3 separate regions of the Muntiacus reevesi genome follow, and all the other regions are linked to region 2. A link is a contact called in public Hi-C data. All regions are on one chromosome and are shown on one strand. Each heading gives the region's core, a stretch centred on a gene start, on an enhancer-like site or on the middle of the called end of the contact. The rest is flanking DNA. Distances are from core to core; before and after follow the strand shown. Region 1 holds the start of TMEM255A (transmembrane protein 255A). Region 2 holds the start of LAMP2 (lysosomal associated membrane protein 2). Region 3 holds the start of ZBTB33 (zinc finger and BTB domain containing 33).

What was found. A called contact is a pair of places that touch in the nucleus more often than the background predicts.
Region 1: a contact with region 2 is called in a Hi-C map of blood, with 3 times the contacts expected there. The contact joins the promoter of TMEM255A here to the promoter of LAMP2 in region 2. A contact is called at or near these places in 2 of 3 Hi-C or Micro-C datasets (blood and muscle).
Region 3: a Hi-C map of blood shows a contact between it and region 2, with 3 times the contacts expected there. The contact joins the promoter of ZBTB33 here to the promoter of LAMP2 in region 2. A contact is called at or near these places in 2 of 3 Hi-C or Micro-C datasets (blood and muscle).

The regions. Positions count from the first base shown.
Region 1 is chrX:129,889,957-129,893,644 of mMunRee1.1, reverse strand. It overlaps TMEM255A (transmembrane protein 255A), which reads right to left and starts at 1,618. Exons shown (of 9, transcript XM_065915422.1): 1 at 1,421-1,618. The coding sequence starts at 1,478.
Region 2 is chrX:129,748,539-129,752,037 of mMunRee1.1, reverse strand. It overlaps LAMP2 (lysosomal associated membrane protein 2), which reads right to left and starts at 1,355. Exons shown (of 9, transcript XM_065914805.1): 1 at 1,148-1,355. The coding sequence starts at 1,346.
Region 3 is chrX:129,947,403-129,950,986 of mMunRee1.1, reverse strand. ZBTB33 (zinc finger and BTB domain containing 33) reads left to right here and starts at 1,380. Exons shown (of 2, transcript XM_065915421.1): 1 at 1,380-1,840.

The DNA of each region.
Region 1 (3,688 bases), core at 369-2,868, 140 kb before region 2:
TCCTTGGCCTTATTTGTACCACGTTGCAAATAACTACACCCTTAAAAATAATTTTTTAAAAAAGCAAATTCTTGTACTGAATAGGCAAAACCATTAAAAAACGGATCTTTCCACCATCCAAGAGATCTGGGGCCCCTCGGGTGAACGAATTCTGTTGAGACGGAGTCTTTTGCAGGCAGTAGGGAGCTTACGTAGGGAGTTCAATCCTCTCCCTGCCCCCTCCCCTCGATGTTCCCGCAAATTCTTTGGAGAAGACCTGAGCAGGCTGGATGGCCAGAATTCGGGACAGAGGGATTTTGCAGAATGTAAAGTATGTTGGAAAGCGGGGATTCGATGTGGTTCAAATGTATCCGAGGCGAATGTGAAGATTAGGTGGAATCGTGGCTTGACGATCCCCTCCCGCTCTCCTGGGCTCCAAATTAATTTCTCCGCCCAGTGAAATCATAGGTCTTGGGTAGGTGCCTAACAGCTGAGGGGGGACGGGGGTTTTTGTTTGTTTGTAACTACCTAAAAGCGGCTTCGAGGAGCAGCCAAGTTTATGCCTGGAGGCAGCTGTCCCCCACTTTTCATGAGAAAAGGTGTTGAACAAAATCAGGCTAGTGGATCCCCCCCTCCCCCTCCCTTCCACCCGGAGAGGAAAAGCGAGACTTCAGAAGATACGCGGGCTCGCGCTCGCTCTTTCTTGCGCTTTCACTCGTTCTCCCCCCCTCCCCCTTTTTTTTTTACAAACAACGCACACTCCGTGCACTAGGAACAAAATAGGAATCAAATTCAAGGAATGTTGATCCTAACGCTGCAGACTGCCGAGCTGTGCTGTCTTGAGAGATTCCTAAGGAATTCCCCTCCTGCCAGCCCCCCGCCCCGTTTCTTCTTACCCCCCTCCTGCCGCCCATCCCCCAGGGTTGCGCAAACCCCCCCATCAGCGAGGTGCAAGTCAGGCTTCCCCCCACTGCAGCTCTGAATTTCAGGGCAGCTTCGACTGAGTTGGGAGGGGGCGAGGACCCTGTTTCTTCTAATTATCTTTAGTGGTGAGCTCTTAGAAGTGACGGGGACTTTGCAAAGAGGGAGCGTCGAATGGAAAGCGAAGGCGCAGGTTGCAGGGAAGTGTTTTGATCCCCCAGACAGCTGAGATTTACCGCCGGCTGCAAGTCTGTCGGTACACGCACACGAACACGCGCACACCCGCACTCCGGTAAGGGATACTCCGACGCAAGCTGGGCGCTCGCAGCTCCGCGCGTCGCCCCCGCCCCCGCCGCGCCGCTCCCCTGGGGCTCGGGTCCGCGACCCCGATGCTGGGGCGCACGGACCCCCCTCCCTCGCCCCGCTTCCCGCCCGCTGGCTCCCCGGGGCGGCCCGGGCGCTCGCGGTCCAGGGGGCAGCGTACTCACTCCTGGCCGCCGCCGCCCTGAGCTAGACTTACCCATGGAATCCGGCAGGGACATGTCGCTGGACCGCTGCTGAGTCAGGGACTGATGCATGGTGAGAACTGCCCTGTGGCCCCGGACCCCGAAGCTGCTTCAGGAGCCCCCGGCTCAGGGCGCCCCGCAGAGCATCCTACTCCGCGGCTGCCGCTCCCCGTCCCTCCGGAGAGCTGAGAAGAGACTGCCTCGGTTGCAAGCTGCAGCCCAAGAGCCTCCTCCCCCTCCCTTCCCCTCTTCTCCCTCCCTCCTCTCCTGCCTCCCTCTGCTCCGGGAGGCAGCAGCATTGGCGGTCCGAGCAGCGACGTGCGCTTGCGCAAGACCCCTCTCCTCCCTCCCCCTCGCCCCCCCCATCCTAGTTATCCACCTCCCAGCCTCCCAAGCCAGACAGGGAGCCGTTTTAGCCCCTTGGGGCCGGGACTGCGTAGAGAAAGAGGGGGAGGCTACAGCCTGGGGCCGAGTGGCCTTCTCTGTACTTTGGAGAGAGGGTCTTGGGCTAGCATCCTGTTCTAGGATTTACAGTTGGGGAGGGGGCAGAGTAAGAGGTTCAGAGCTGAGAACACACACACACACACACACACACACACACGCACATTTGTGCAGGTTTGGTCTTAGTGCTTCCAGAATGACATAATGGAGCTGGAGATGATCCAGAGAAGGGCCACTCTATAATCAAGGGGATGGGGGAGGGTGGAGGGGGTTGCCATATGAAGATAGATTAAACAAATGCAGACTCTTCAGTCTAGAAAGATAAAGGCTGGGAAGGGATGCGACTAGAGTGTATAAAATTATGCAGAGATGGAGCAAGGGATCACAGCCTTATTCACCAACTCTGAGAATTCTAGAACCAACGGCCCCCTAAAAGCTAGATGTAGATTAAGCAAAAGCAAATATGACTCTGCATCAGCACCTGAATTTGTGCTTTTGTTTAAGGTTCTTTTAGGTCAATGATCTCATTTTCTCATCACAGCAGCCATGCAAGGCAGGAAGAGGAGGTATCAATAGCTCCATTTTACAGATGGAGAAACTGACTCTCAGAGAAGGGATGAAAAATTCCTGTATTCACTCAGCTAGTCAGTGACAGAGGTGGAATGTGAACCTAGGTTGGTTGGATTCCCAGGTCAGTGCTCTTCCTGCTAAGACAGCTAGTAGAGAAATGCTATTGTGTATAGCACGTTGAAAACCTAAAGAATTCATTAGCCTAGAAAGGTGCAACAGGGTGAAAACACAAGTAACTTCGCCAAGAGTGAGAAAGTCATGACTGACAGACCCTCTGTGGATTGCCGAGGGAAAACGGGATGCAGTAGGAAGGTCCCTGCTCTTGGAGAACAACCAGGTCCTCCCCCAGCCTGTCCTTCCGGACCCCCCCAGGCTCTTGGACTGGAATCACTCTGTTGTTGGCCCAGAGGATGGTTCTGACGTCTCCCAAATGGCAGAACAAGAGGAGGTCTCCTTGGTGTGCCTTGAGACATCTGCCTGGTGGCCAAGGGAGGTGAAAGGTGACGGAGGGGAGAGCAGTGGGTGAATCAATGGTTTGAAGGCATTAATTCTGCCCCAGTGAGAGCTCCCGGGCTCTGCTTGCAGGCCTCCTTCCGACCACCTCCCCCTGATGACTGCTACAACCCTCTCTCCATGTGTACCCTCAAAACACACCCAGATCAAGTATAAAACTCTTCCTGAGAGTTGATGGGATGAAGAAGAATACCTGTTTCTGTCCAACTCTGGCTTGCTAATCTACTTTCTTTCCTCACCCAGGAAATGGAACCAAAGGCCCTTGTCCTTTCCCATCTTCCCAAGGAAGAAGAGACGCTTCCCGAAGGTTGAAAAGGGAGCCCTTTGTCAAGAACTTGGGCGCCCCAGGGGCCAGGCTGAAGGCCGTGTCAGGTATTATTAGCAGCTCTACGCTATAGATGCGGTTTCAAAATCTGTGATTCATGTCCTAGATAGAGATAGGATGCCCACGATTGTAGAGGTGTGTGTCTTAAGCATGTTTGGCGTATGTGTCAGAGTCTTCAAGAGCCCCACAAAGGCAGAGAGAAACCCCATATATACATTCTGCCATGTTTGTCTCCAGTTCTGTTTATTCGTCTCTTCCTTCCCCCACTCTAAATATCCACAGATTTAATGGGAAGAACTCCTGCAACCAGCACTGATTTCTCAGGAGTACTTCATAATTAACTGATTTTGTTGCTGTGAAGGTAGCCTTGAGGTTTTTATACAGGCGGGAAAAGACAGCTTTACACCTTCTTCCGGGATCTGGGTTCCCCAAT
Region 2 (3,499 bases), core at 106-2,605:
GAGTCAGGTAGCAACAAGCTCTGAATTTATCAGGTCAGGAAGAAACACTCTGGTCAAAGTTCACCTTTCAGGCATTTAAAGGCCTCGGGGACCTAAAGCTTGCGGGTCGAGGGGTGGGGGTGGGGGTGGGGCGCGGGGCGCTCTCAGCGCCAGCAGTCAGCCAGTCATCCTTAGGACCTAGTAAAAACCCGATCCTTAGAAAATCACCTGCCCTCCTTCTCCTCCGAAAACCAGGCGGTAATAGGCCAGTTGTGTGAGAGAGAAGAAAAGGAGCTTCTGAACGCAAAGTGGCAGTATACAAGATTCAGATACACCACTCCCAAAACCTCAATATCGGGGGACTTTTTTTTAATCGGTCTAACTGGAAGGAAGTAACAAAACTAGTTTAAAAAAAAAAAAAAAACAATTATGTCCTCAGCACCTCCAAGTCAGATATTCACTCCCCATCGAAGTTTGTATTCATCCCTTTTAGTCTCCGGAGGTTGGGCACAAGTTTTCTCGTCTGGAAATTGCCCCAGCTACCTTAGCTTCCCCATCGACACTCCAAGTGCCAAACCTCAATTTATCATCTCTTTAATCACCCTTCCTCCACAGCGTTAAACTCCTACCCCACCAAGCCTCTTACTGCCCCTCAGAATCTCCCCCTCTTTGTCCCCCGCCCCCCTTAACCCGAGCTCTTCTCCACGCAGGCAGTCCCCTTCCGCTCTCAATTTTCTCTCCCGCCCCACAGGGTCCCACCATCTTCAAAACTCTTCCTTGATCCTAGGACCAGGACTCTTAATCGTCCGTGCCACCCCAGAATCCGCACGTACCGCTCTCCCACGCTCACCTCTCCTTAGCATCTCCCCCAAGTTACTCTTTCCGCCCGCAGTGCTCCACTCCTCACTCTTCCCTACCTACTCCCTCGGCGTCCACCCCCACCCCTTGCTCCTTTTTATTCTCACGGGCCCTTTTCCCTCGCCATCCCTCGGTCGGGCCTTCTTCGCTAGGTCACTGCTCATCACCTCGGGCCAAGCGCCAACGCCCAGTGTCTGTCGTTCAGCCTCTCAGCCCCCTCCCCTCAGGACCAGTCTTTCAGGTTACGGCCTCTGAACTGGGAGCCCCGGGCCCAGGATCGGGGACTAAGCAGAAGGGCCCGACAACTCACCCAGGACGAGGCAGAGGAGAACGAACCCAGAGCCCGGAACCGGGGCGAGGCGGAAGCACACCATGATCCCACAGAGCGGGCGGCGGCGACAAGAGCAGCGACAGCAGGGAAAAGGCTCGCGGAACCCTGACAGGAATGCCGCTGACCACCGACCACAACGCTGCAAAAGCCAGGACTCGGCGCTTCCAGCGCGGGTCATAAGACCAGGGGCGGGACTCTTTCTTGCCTTCAGCCAATCTGCGCGCTTGAAAGCGGCCCTAGGGGTGGTGATGCTTGGGCCCAGCGGGCGGGGTGACCACGCCCTGGCTTTTTGGTTCACAGTCATTTTTATGCTCCTAAGAGATGCGCGCGGACGGCCCTTTCTGAGGTTTTTAAAGAGAGACGAACTTTTTGGGGGTGGGGGGGTGTAGATAGTATAGATTATTTCAGTTCCGACTCCTTGAGAATACTTTTGCTGGAGTAAAAATGGTTGCTAGGTATTGCAACGTCATACCTACAGAAATAAAACATGATTATTCTCCAAACACTGTTGCCCATGCAGTTCATGTCATTAAAAGGACAAGGGAGCTAGAGGGTGATATGGAGTCAGTGAACGCCAGAGCAGGCCTTGAAGTTCACCTAGTTACAACACCCTGTTTTTCAGATGGGGAAACTGAACTCAAAAAGAGGAAGAGTCTTGTTTAAATATAGAAAGAAAGAAAATGAGGAAGAGAGAAATAGAAGGACAAGGGAAGAAAGGATCATCCATATTCCTAGTACACAGAAAGAGACACCATTATCTACCTGTCCATCCAACAAGCTGTTTTTCCTCTACCTATACACATGTAAATATTCTTTAATTAGAATTCACGCTAAACACATTATTTGGTACAGTTGACAATTGAACAGATGAAACCTAAACTCTTCAACAAATGAAAGCATTCAAAAACTATAAAGATCTCAAATTGGGACAAAACATTGATTCTCAAATGTTAGTTTCCAAAAGTGTCATCTGGGGATTTTTAATAACATGCAGAATCCTCACCTCATTCCCCAGAGATTCTGAAACAGTAGGTCTGTGGCACTCCTAGGAATCAGTTCTTTTGTTTTAACAAGAACTCCAAGTGACTCTGATTCCTATGGTTCCCAGACTACATTTCGAATACCAGAAAATAGAGCTTCAAAATCATCTAGTCCCAGGAGATCTTAATCTGGTTCCAATGGATGAACTAGGGGTGGGGGATAGGTGTCTGTGAATCCCCCAACATTACAGGCAAGATTTACATATGTGTATTTTCCTGAGGAAGTTGGTAGTTTTTACTATTTCTTAAGTAGGACCTGTGACTTCTCACCCTAACACCCACCCCTGCTCCAATATTATAAGATCTGTTCCCCTACTGTCCTTCGCTTGAATGTGATGAATTCCTGAAAGTGAGAACACTGAATGTGTTCTGTCATGAGTGAAACTGACTGCCGCATTGATAAGGCTAGGAAGTAGCTCTGTCCTGGAGAACCTGCAGCTGAGTTGAGCGCTCAGAAGTGAGCCCTCCCCCCAATTATTTTTATTTTTTTATTTTGGCTGTGCTGCATGGCATGCAGGATCTTAGTTCCCCAACCAGCTTTTTTTTTTTTTTTTTTTTGGAAGCATAGAATCTTAACTCCTGGACCTCCAGGGAAGCATACTGCCCCCCCCACCCCATCCCCGCTCAATCCTCAATAAAGGGACTCTGTCCCTTCTCCCTCAACTATAAACTGCCTAAATTTCATGTTCAGTGAAATGCTAAGAAGAGATAAAAGAGCATAGTGGAAAGAACACTGGGCGGACTTTCAGAAGAGTTGGGCATGAGATAGCTCTGACTGACACCATGACCTTCATTTCATCTCTTTAAGCTTCTACATCCATAAAATAGAACGTGTGACTAGAGCTGTTTCTCAGCGCTGGCTGCACTCTTGGGATCACTTGTAGGGCTTAAAAACTAGTGATGCCCCTTGGTCCCACCCCTTGAGATTCTCTGATTCAGTAGATAAGGCCTGGGGCCTGGGCACTGTATTTTTCTTAGAACTCCCTAAGACAGTATTGATGGGCCAGAGATGGACCGTCAGGTAGTCCCAGCTTTACAAGTCTAGGATTCTATGAAAGTAAATGCTCATTTGTGTAAAATATAAGAAAATAAAGTGTCCCAGTGAGTCAAGTATTCCGCTTAACCAATTGTACTGAACTTCTTGCAGATGTCAATCAAATGAAAAAATGGAACAGAGAGAGAAATATCAGCGGCCTTACAAGCTAAATCCACCCCCACCCGCTCCCCGCCGCCATCACCACCATTCCCGCAAAACAAACGCTGGTTTCTTGACCGGGACAGCCTCCTTCAG
Region 3 (3,584 bases), core at 131-2,630, 200 kb before region 2:
TATTGAGAATGTAGAATAGATTAGAGGTCAATAGATGATGACATCCTTGTCTGCTTTTATGTTGAAGAAAATTAAATATAGTTAGTAAATCTGTTTTTATTCTGGAATATCCTGATGGACATTTTCTTCAGGATTTTTGTAGGAAGGAAGTGGAAGGATTCCAACTGAATGGTAAATAAGTGCTAATTCAAGTTTTTGGAAACTGATGCAATTATTATCCTGTATATATATTTTTTTTTTTTAAAAAGAAAATGAACATAGTGAATGGCTCTAATTGTTGAAGAAAATGCTACTATTTTGGTTCCTTAGTTGAATATGATCAATAACCAGCCTGAAGGGAAATATTTGACTCTTCAAACACCCATCCTGTCACTTCATTCATCATATACTCAGTCAGAAGTGGATTACCAGAGGAGTTTTTCAAATTACCACAACTCATTCATGTATTCATTCACTTAACAATTATTGAACACCTACTATCTGTGGACAGTAAAGCCCTCTGTGCAGGAAGTGCTATGTAAATAAAAGTAATAAATACACACAATGCAAGTGTTACTATTTATCTTTCAAGATGCAGCTCTAATTCAGTTTGCTAGTTCCTTCTCTGTGTTCTGTATTTTGTCGATGTTTGTATACCTATCTACTGAGCTCTTTGAAAAGGTAGAGACCTTGGCTCATTCATTTTGTATTCCACACAGTCTAACATAAGATTTGGTACAGATCAAACAGGTGGTCAGAAAAGAGAAGTTGCAATGAAGGAATTAACAATATTGTATCATTTAGTATTCAGTTGAGAAGATAGTACTTACCCAAAAACTGATTTCTTCAAAGCAGGTGTTAGAATGTGCTTGTTATCCTACAACTGGAATTATAAATCATGACTTGATTCATTACTTACATACTTTCATTCATTACAATGATTACAATATAATAATTGATTATATTCATTCTGATTATTTGTCAAGGTGGTTTCAGTTCAGTTCAGTCACTCAGTCGTGTCCGACTCTTTGCAACCCCATGGACTGCAGTACGCCAGGCTTCCCTGTCCATCACCAACTCCCGGAGCTTGCTCAAACTCGTGTCCATCGAGTCAGTGTCCATCGAGTCCAACCATTTCATCCTCTCTCATCCGGTTCTCCTCCCGCCTTCAATCTTTCCCAGCATCAGAGTCTTTTCCAATGAGTCAGTTCTTCGCACCAGGTGGCCAAAGTATTGGAGCTTCAGCTTGAGCATCAGACCTTCCAGTGAGTATTCAGGACTGATTTCCTTTAGGATTGGTTTAGCGCCTAACAGGCTATTAAATAGGGCAGTCTCGAACTTTCAAAAGAAATGAAACCTTATTAGTCTCTCGAAGTTTTTACGCCCTGGAAGCTTACACGAACGTAGAGAAAAGGGACTAGTATCCCTCGCATCCCAACCGTTATTGCCGCGTTGCCCCATCTTTCCGTTTTCTCACCCTTTCGCCCTCCGGAAGGGGCCGAGCGCTCCCGGCGCTTCCCAGTCTTCCTCCACCCCTTGCGGAAGGAGTCGAAGGCGGAGCGGGGCGCCGAAGTGGGACGGCCTAGCGCTCGGACCTCTCCGGAAAGAGCCGAACGGCGCTCGGAAGAGGAGGGCTCCTTCGTCTTCGGCGTCTCGCCCCCGCGCGGTGCCCTCTGTCGGCCGCGTGAGGCAGCGGTGGCAGCGGTGGCGGCGGGAGGCGGTAGCCGCGTCGACGTTGACCAAGACTGGAGCGACGTTTAAAGAAGGAGCCGAATCGCCGCAGAGTCCGGCTTCTGACTGTTGGAGGATTCCCACCCTTCCGCGCGGGCCGACGACGAGAAGCGGCGGCGCCGGGAAGCAGGTGAGGAACCGGCTGCGACCCGGGAGGGGGCGAGGGAGCGCGCCGGCTTCCTCCGTCTCTGGGCCGCGCCTGCCTTCGCTTTCTCCTCACTTGAACCAGGAAGCGGCGGAGTCGGAGGCTCCGCTCCTCCGGCCCTTTTCTTTGTGTGGGCTCGGGAGCGAAGGAGGGGACGAACCGGGAGGGCCGCAGCGCGGTCCCCTCCGCCGTCAGGGGCCGTCAGGGCCCGGGGTAGGCCCGGAGCTTGGGGAGCCCACCGCGGAGAACCACTCGGCGTTTTCCACGGCCCTCGCCTGCCTTTTTGCGCCAGTTCCCCCTCCTCACCCCGACTTTGATTTAGAGCTTTTCGGCCAGGCCCATCCTCCCCTTCCCAGGGCATAACAATGCCGCCTGCTTGGCCACATCCCCTCCCAACACCCCACCCTCCGCTTCGCCACCTTCTACTTTCTCTGGCCGGCCGCCTCGCCCGACTACCCCCGCCCTGACCGTGCTGGCCGGCCTTCCATCTGTATTTGCAAGAAACTGCTTTTCCACGTGAATCCTGGTTGAAAAACTCGGTTGCAGCCAGCCGGGTGCGAATGGGGAAGAGGGAGTGGACAGAGGGAGATGGGGTTCAGCTGCCGCGTTGTGGAAGCCGCGTGTAGGTTGTTTCACTCTCGCGGGTGGCGTCTCTCTTTTCCAACGTCACCTGCCCTCGGTCAAGGATTTGCCTCACGGGCGTGCAGAATGGCTTTTCCACGGTCAGGTCGCGGATCTGGGGTTGGGATGGGTTCAGACCGATTTGTGCTGATCCTGGGTCCACCTGGACGGGAAAGACAAAATGAAACCAAGTCCTGGTGTAACCTGGACGCATATATTGAAATTCTTGCCCCGTTGGGAAAACCCATTTGCAAAGGACAAAAATAGTGGAACTGTATTCAGAAAACCTGTCTATCCACTGAAAAGTGACTTGTGTCGAAATGCCCATATTTCGGAAGCGCTGGTAGCTGGCTCGCTGTCCAAAGGTCACCCTTTCTGATGAATGCCTTTATGGTAACCTGGAATTCCCTGGTACTGTTAACAAGTAATGCCTTATAACATGATGTTTTAAATCCTTGATTCCTAGACTTTTCTTCTTTTTTTGTTTCTAAGCTATAATTTTGAAAAATTTAGAAAATATTTGAGACGCCCTGCCTTCCATATGTGTATAACTTAAACACTGTGACAGTTGTACTATTTTGGTAACTCTAAAGGGAAAGAATGTATACTAGCAATAGAAGTGTCTCTTTACCGAAAGGACCTATCAACTAATTTTTAATTATATATACATGTATCATTTTATGTATTTAAATTGTGCTGAAAATTGTTTAGAGGATGGTACACAGCAGTACTATTTTTTTACATTCCCTCTCCTCCTTTTCTAGAGTGATGTCTGGTCTGTTCCAGTAAGTTTTTATCTTCATTTTCACTAATTCATTCTGTGTGAAGAAAATTCTCATATCAGTGCTCATAATTCTTTCCCAACAAAATGAAATGTTTTGTGTTTTCACGCAATTGAGCTTTAAGAAATGGTAAACTTTTCCCTTGTTTTGTTTTTCGCAATAGCATTTGTTGACTTCATTTGGCGCTCTAACATTCCATCTCTGGAGATTGTGGTGGGTAGACAGGTGAGGGGAAGAAGAAAAGAGGAGAGGGTAAGAAAGGTGTTTCATAGTTTATCCAGATGAAGCACCCCCATTAAAATAAGAACATAAAAGCTTTAGAGGTA